Regions from separate parts of the Anas platyrhynchos genome. Here region 2 is linked to region 1. The links are chromatin contacts, called in public Hi-C maps. All regions are on one chromosome and are shown on one strand. The core of a region is the stretch at or near the end of the contact, and the rest is flanking DNA. Distances in the headings are between cores, read along the strand shown. Region 1 holds the start of PLEKHG1 (pleckstrin homology and RhoGEF domain containing G1). Region 2 holds the start of MTHFD1L (methylenetetrahydrofolate dehydrogenase (NADP+ dependent) 1 like).

Region 1 (3,991 bases), core at 859-3,358:
TCAGCAGGAGTGACCCCCAGAAGGACCACCGGGGACTGATGCATCAGTGGGAGGGTTTGGAATCTGGGAACTAATTATAATAACCCTGCCTTTTCTAGAAGTAGTAATGAACATGTATTAGCCTAGGAACATAAAAAGTAGCTGCCTGACGTAATGTGTGCGCATGTTGGAGGAGCCCAGACTCCCTGCACACCCAGTGCTCTTTACACAAATGAAATAAGAAGAAATTTTGCCTTTCAATGCAGAATGTTATTAATTAAATTTAAAATTGAAGTTACCATTTAAATTGTTTTTAGACTTAACTAAGGATTTTTCATTCATTTGGATGAGCAAACTGTTTTTTCTGGAAGAAAACATCTTGAGGGAATCAGGTGAGATTTAATTTTTACATTCACGGATTAACAGGATTAACAAAACAGGATGGAATTTTAGTATTTATTCTCATAATACCTTATGGCCAGATCTCTGAAAGGCTCTGGATTTGGTCTACCTGCTTCTTTTATAAAACGACGTGAACAGAACTTAGAGGAGAACAGAGTCCTTTAGAAAACTTAGCTGAAAATACTGGTTTTCTAGCATCACAGAATAACTGAGGTTGAAAGGGACTTCTGGAGTTCATCCTATTCAAACCTCTGCTCGAAGCAGGCCTATGCTCAAGGTCTTGTCTAGTCAAATCCTGACCATCTCTAAGGATGGAGAGTCCATAGCTTCTCTGGGCAACCTGTAGGTATTTTGAGCAATCAAGTCTCCTCTGAGCCTTGTGTTCTCCAGACAAAAAACACAGTCCTGGCCAGCTTTGTGGGCTTGCTGCATCATGTCACTATCTTTCTTGTACTGAACAGGCTAAAATCAGATGCAGTATGCCAGATATGGTCTCACAAGTGTCAAATAGAGAAAAAAAAGGATCACTTCCCTGGATCTGCATGCTCTGCTTTTACTAATGCAGCGCAGGATGCGACTGACCTTCTTTGCTGCAAGGGCATACTGCTGACACACATTCAGCTCTTTGTCCACCATGTACCCTGGGGTCCTTTTCTGAAGAGCTGCTCCACAGACAGCTGGCCCCAGCCTGTACTGTGACACTGGGCTCTTCTATCCCGGATGCAGGATGTGGAATTACTATTGATGAAATCCATGGGGATCCTATCAGCCTATTTGTGCAGACTATTTAGCTCCTTCTGAATAGCATCCCTGCTCTCCCAAACCTGTTAAGTGTGCACTCTGCCCTGTTATCTTTTGCCCTTGCTTTTTTTAGTTTATTATAACCCTAACCCCCCCCCCCAAAAAAAAAAAAAAAAAAAGAGCTTACAAGCTACGTAAGCAGCATTTTGTTGGGGCTGGGAGCATTCCTCTCTGGGAAAGGGTAAGGATGGAGCAAAGCATGGCTGGGGAGGGAGGACAGCTGTGCTCAGCAGCCCTTTGTCTTGAAGGTAGTGAGGGTGATGTTACAGCATTTGCAAGTTCAAGTGTAGGTCATTGGGCTTCCTTCTAGTTAGCTCGAGGAAGGAAGCACCAAGGAGGGTGGGAGCAACATCACCATGGAGCACCAGGTGCCTGTGTATGGCTTTCTATATCTGTGAGAGGACTGCTGGTAGCAGTGATAGTGGTCAGATGCTGAGTGGCTCAGGGATGCTCAGAAAGGCATCACAACTGTCTCACAAGAAGGAAACACCAGGGTGAGACAGGGAGAAGTGTTGTCCAAAACCAGACTGTGCCTGAGTCTCCCTTTGGTGAGAGGGCACTGTTGGCAGCCTTTCTGAGCTAAGTGATCTACCCACCCTGCTGGCTCAGCTTGCACTCTTGGGAGAGCGGATCTTTCTTCATTGAACTGTATGGACAAATCTGTATGCATTCAAGGACCCTGGTTGTCTGAGGCTTGCTGAATAAGTGGGCTTGAAATCAGGTGTCTGTGGTAGATGGTGGATTGTATCACAACCCAGGTGATTAAAGGAATGGGTATCACCTGTTTCTGGAGCTAGGAATCACAGAGAACTGCCTGTTTTATCTTGCTGCATGGATGGCCAAAGTGCCATTGGTTTCAGTTTGCCCTCAAGTACTGAGCTATAAGCTATTGCGCGTCAAAGGAGCAGCAGCATCCCTGCCCACTCAATTGTCATCTTTTCCTGCCAGGTGAGCCAGAACCCAACAGATAGCTGATCCTGCTAGAAAAGTTTTGTTTTGTTTAAATTAATCTCACTGATTCAGAGCATGAGCTCTGAGGATTCTGCTATGCTGGTATATGCCTATTTCTTCTGTAGCTTAGAATTCACCCATGTGATCAAGATTTTGACAAGCTAGTTGAGCTGTAGTAACCATATAAGTGGTTAGTGTAGTAACCATATAAGCTTTTAGCTTTTAAGGCTAAGTGGTATTATCTTGCACCTCATGGAGATGATTGTGCCCAAGAACAGCTGCTGGGTTTGAGCTGCTGCATGGGGTTGTATTAAGCCGGACCCCATCAGATGTGTATCTGAGCACTTCTTACCATGTGAATTTATGTCAATACAATAAAAGCAAAGCAAGTTTTGGGTGTAAGTAACTTGGTGCTGTGTATCCCAGATGAACAGAGGCATGCAAGCTGTAGCCTCAGACTGTGGTTTTGCTCATAGCCACAGCACTGCAGAGACCTTTAAGCAAGTACATAGGTGTGCAGTCAGCATCTGATTGATTTACTTCTCTTGTTGCTACATAGATCTCACAGACTCTTGAAAAATGAATCTTGAGGAAAGTGTTCAGTTCCCACTCCAAGGCAAGACCCCCAGGTCCTGAATGCTATGTACTGATAGAACAGCAGTAGTCCATTGCTCTGAGCAAAGCACTTGGAAGAAATAAAGCATAAAAGCTAATTCTGACAGCTGGGATATTTTTTTTTTTCCAGAAGGGCTCAGCCTTGGTTTCATGCAGCTGTTGCTGATCAGGCAGACCTCCATAGACATCATTAGGAAGAGATTGTCTGCTGTATTACTTTTGGAGATTTCTGCCCACCTGAGCTTACTTATCCGCTCAGCTTTTGCAGAACAGGCATTGCAATCATGACTCATAACTCTTAAGGCATTTCATTATTTCTTTGGCTAACATGACCTGTATAAGACATCCAAGGGAGCTGTAACCTGTTGAGTCTTTGCCTCATATGGATGGATCTCCCCTCTGTCTGTGGAGTGTAAGTGATAAGGAGAGCATTTAATGGTATGAAAGCTGGCCAATGTGTCCTTTCAAATCTAAGATTGGAGAGAGTCATTGGAGCTCAAATCAGGAATGGAACAAGTTACCAGCTAAAAATCACACCCTGTGGTGGTGTGGGTGGAATCACTATTAACCTTGGCTACAAAACTGGAGCTGCATTGAACTGCTGGTGGAAACACAGACAACAAAGGTAGTCCAAGACACAGGTAGCACACTCCAAGACGTGGGAAAACAACACTGATCAGCGAGATATGCGATGACCATAACCTTAAGCATCAGTTACCCAGTCTTTTGAGACATAGCAGCTGATGAGGAAGTGTTTGAGGCATTTTTTCAGAAGAGAGCTGTGAGTTATGTGGAGTTATTATAAGGCTGCCCTGAGCCCTCTCCTACCTGATGGTAAGATCTTGTCATGAAGATCATTAGTGACTTGGCTTGAAAGGGAGAGACTGGAGTCACAGTTTTTCCTAGAATGTGACTGTATTGGTGGAGTTGTCCAGAGGAACAGCTCTTGAAAATATCAAGTTCAAAGTATGTATATTGAGAGTAGGGTAGACAAAAGCACAGCTATGGAGAACCATAAAAGCCATAATACAGGCGGGATTTAAATCTGGAGCAGATCTGAGGATCTGCTTTAACAGTCCGACTTCTTTTCTGTTGGATCTGCAGTGGGGACAGTGTTCTGTAAATTACTTTCTGGATTTCAGTAAAACTTTTGTGTCATTGTTTTATTGTGTAAATGGTCCAAACATCACAAGGCTTTAAGTGTTTTCATACACACTCATTTAATTTGATCATGGGATTCATG
Region 2 (3,920 bases), core at 101-2,600, 200 kb after region 1:
TAAGTCCAGCGTTTGCAGTGTTTGTGACATGCAGGCAAAATCCGAGTAGCTTGTAGCTCAGAGCCTAGCACTTGAAAGCCGCTGTGTGTGGATTTCCCAAGCGTCATTTACATGCAGTGGCCTGCAGGTTGTTTGGTCAGGTCCCAAAATCAGTAACCCTGAGAGAGAACGGGACTTGGCTGGATGCTGGGGTGAACCATTCATTCACGCGGCGTGTTTGAGCCACAGGGTGTTTCAGCAATACTGCTGGGTGAGTTACAAGCTGTCTTCCCCAGGGGAGGCATCTCCATCGTAGGAAGCAATCCAAGCAATCCTTCCTGGCAGAGCGGGGTGAAAGAGGCATTTTCTAAATCAGCCAGCACTGAATCTCATTCAATTCATGTACAAGTAGCTTAAAAATGAGAATACATTCCATTCTTTCGCAAATGATGTGCAGAGTAAATGCTCCCATTTATAGGAACAGACTTTCCGGTATGATGCACGTTTACTCCCTTTTGTCATCTTCGTTGCACAGCTTTGGATTCTGTTACTTGAAAACATTGTACCGATAGGAAAGCCTAAATATGTCTGCACTGACCATCTGAGTGACTGTTGTTGTTTTTTGGTGCTGAAGTTCTCCAGATTACGCAGATAAAGCCAGTACTGAGTTAAACATACCATTAAATAACGGAGTGGAAGTACTACTTTCACTACCCACGCATCGCTCCCCTCAGTCGCCGAGCACTGCGCTTCCAGAACCGCTGCCTATTTCCACCACTGGTTACGACGAGGAAAAAATGAGGTGATCAACGTACAGCTAATTACTTGCAGGTTGCGATTTAAGGACTGGAACTTGTTAGAACGGAGTTTAAATTATTTACCAGACGTGTCTTGCATCGGCTAGGAGGTGTTAGGGCGAGGGCTGGCTGGTCGGGGTGCTTACCAACATGTGCCAGGCCTGCTGGCTGAGGAATGATGTACATAGTTACGCCGCTGAGATGTAGTGGAGCCCGTATTTATTTAATATAGCTTGTAAAGTATTGTAAATACGAACAGGAGTTAAATCTCTGCTTGACACCCCCTCACCCCGCGCGCTCTAGATCCGTTGAAACCGCACCTCAACGCCATCGGTGGAGCTGGAACAAAAGAGAGGAGAAAAAAAAAATAATAATTATTAAAGAAAAGGGAGTTGTACCAGCGCGTAGCGTGTCTCCCAGGGACCATTTCATATATTTTTAATAAACGTCGAGTACTCCAAAACGCCGCGGCTCTCTTCTTTCCGGGGCAGGGGGGGGCGGAAGCAAAGGGGGCTCCGCCGGGGCGGGGAGCGGGGCAGGGGGGGAAGGCGGTGCTCGGATGAGCACCGCCTTCCCCCCCTGCCCCGCTCCCCGCCCCGGCTTCGCCGCCGTTCAGCCCGGTGGAGTCTGAGGATGAGGCTGGGGCTGCGGCTCCCGGCGCTGCGGAGCCGCCTCCTGCCGCCGGCGCTGCCCGGGGCCCCGCGGCGGGGGCTGAGCGTGCCGCGGGCGGCGCGGTGAGCGGGGGGCGGCGCTGCCGGCTGATGCAACCGGGGGGTGGGGGGGGGGAAAGAAGGGGGCCGAAAGCGGGGATGGGGTTGGGGGTGGTGGGGATGGGGATGGGGGGCTCTGCCTGCGGGGGTACGGCTCCGGGGGGGGCTGGGGGTGGCCCGCGGAGAGAGCTTGCGAGAGACCTTGCGAGCCCTCCCCGGCCATGTGGCCACCAAACCCCATCCGGGACGCGGTGCTGGGTTCTGCGAAGGGGATGTCCGGCCCTAAAATGCTTCTCTAGGCTGTATTTTGCTTGCTGGGGGGGGATAAATGGGAGCGGGGGTCTCCCGCTCGCCGCAGCATCCCCCCTCCGTACGTGCCTAAGGTAGCGGAGCCGCCAGGAATTCCCCCATAACATTTTCCAGCGGGGCTGCCCGGTGCCTGGCCGCTGCTTCTGCCGCTTTTTCCAAGAAAACAGAGCGGCAAACAGAGCTCCTCTGTCTCCCTGCCGCCCGCAGCTCTGAACGGCATCCAGAAAGCGGCAGTTTTATTGCTGGGGATGCCAGGGGAGCTGTAGCAGCCCGAGGTGGAAGGGAGCTGCAGTGCTTCCTTCTCGGGCTGCAGACCCGCCTGGCCCCGGGGTGGTGGCTCGGTGGCATCTCCCTGCCGTGGGGCCAGGCAAGCCTCCTCACGAAGCGGTGACACAGCACGGCTATAAAGGTTGGGGCATGTTGGAGCACTGATGCTGTAAAACAAAGGCATCCCGAGCTGGTCAGGTTTTCTCTACCTGGCTGCTAAACGCCGCCCTTCGCAGCATACGAGGCATTTTGGTAATTAAAAATGTGTGTGCCTAAGCGTTTATTCTCTATTGCTAGCTAACGTGGGTTTCAGCTGACTCATGGGAGGTCAGTTTCTTGTTTGTTTGCTTTCTGCTAAAAATCTGCCTGTGCTGTTATTTTGTTGCAGCAAGATTGCTGAGAATGCAAGAAAATCCTTGGCCTCTCTTAAGAGAGAAAACCCTCGGCTTGAGCCAACGCTTGCCATCATCCAGGTAAAACATGAGAGATCGCATTTAGTGTCGTTTCTTGTTTGAGACTTCAGGAGCAAATGATGGAGAAAGCAACTCTTTCAAGCAAAATGATAGGAGCCAGTCACCCCATCTGCTTGAAGGTTGAGGGAGGACTCTCAGAGTTTTGGGGCTCATAATTCATTCACCAGGCCTAAAACAGGCCCAGCAAGCCTCAGGTGGCAGTGAAGTGGTTGTTAGGGAGAAGGAGATTGTTTTATTCCTCCTTTTGCTAAAACCTTCCCTATAGCAAGTGCAGATTGCCTTTTCTCGGATTGTTTAAGTCAATTCATGTAACGGAGTTAAAGCTGTTTTTCTCGGCCTTTATTTAGCTTGAAGCTTTTGTTGCAGTCCTGCATAACATGTTGATGGGCCTGAAAAACTGGGCCTTTCTTTGCTGTCCTCCCCCAAAATAACTCTGCCAGGGCAGAGGAAAAAACAGCTTCTTCCTGCCAGCCTGGTTACCTCTGGGCAGCTCTGATGTGTGACTGCATTATACTGTCCTGGGGAAAGAGCCACCCTGAGAAGTCCCAGGCACCTTAAAAGGGCCTTTATGCAATACACGCCCTAAAATACTGCTAGCTTTCAAAAGGAGCAGCACTTCCTAAGGTGGAGCACTTTCTTACTAATTGAGAGCTGGTGTGTTGGTAGCCTCTGAAGAGCTTCATACCCAGGTGGAACTGTTGGCTTTGAAATAGGCAAACAAACTCCTGAGTGAGGGTTGCTTTTCCTGCAGAGCTGAAACATGTTCCCCTTCAGATTTCTGAAGATGTAGGGGCCCAGAAGCTGGGCTGTTGGCCATTCAGAGCAGGACCCAGACCTGCACCGGCAGAAACATCCTTGTCCTGTTTCCTAGGGTGGTCTTGGCGGCTCTGACGCAGCGCATGCTGAATCTTTGACTTAGTGGGTTTCGGTTTTAAAACCTAACTATAAATATTTTGAAACAGTAACAATGAATCTAAGAGATGATGCACCAGCTTTATTTCAGTAGGTCATCTAGAGAGGCCGAGTGAGCAGGCTTTCTCCCATCTCTTACCTTCCAGGTAACAGTGGTTACTCTTCAGACAGCCCTCTGTACGGCTGTGAGTTTTAAGGGCTGACAAAAAAAAAAGTGGTCACCTGTTGTCAGGGGCATTGTGTGAGGAAGGGAGAGGTTCTGGCTCATTTATAGTATGATTTAGGACGTGTTTAACATCAGTGTTTTGGTTTGGATCACGTTTGTGCTTTAAGCAAATGTCCCTCTGGTATCCCCATGTACCCCACCTGATCTGCATTATGAGAGGGCTGCAGAACATGTGGCTTGATCCCTCTGCATGAAATTCACCCAGCTGATACTTTTCAGCTGTGTGTCACGCTAGCTCTAGCCTGGT

The links. Hi-C and Micro-C count contacts between places; a contact is called where the count stands out from the background.
Region 2: a Hi-C map of F5 follicle shows a contact between it and region 1, with 2.9 times the contacts expected there. The contact joins the promoter of MTHFD1L here to the promoter of PLEKHG1 in region 1. A contact is called at or near these places in 5 of 8 Hi-C or Micro-C datasets (F5 follicle, liver, skeletal muscle and 1 more).

The regions. Positions count from the first base shown.
Region 1 is chr3:53,580,119-53,584,109 of IASCAAS_PekinDuck_T2T, forward strand. PLEKHG1 (pleckstrin homology and RhoGEF domain containing G1) reads left to right here and starts at 2,109. Exons shown (of 20, transcript XM_072035907.1): 1 at 2,109-2,130.
Region 2 is chr3:53,779,737-53,783,656 of IASCAAS_PekinDuck_T2T, forward strand. MTHFD1L (methylenetetrahydrofolate dehydrogenase (NADP+ dependent) 1 like) reads left to right here and starts at 1,351. Exons shown (of 28, transcript XM_072035909.1): 1 at 1,351-1,510; 2 at 2,451-2,535. The coding sequence starts at 1,410. It overlaps PLEKHG1 (pleckstrin homology and RhoGEF domain containing G1), which reads left to right. Exons shown (of 20, transcript XM_072035907.1): 20 at 1-1,239.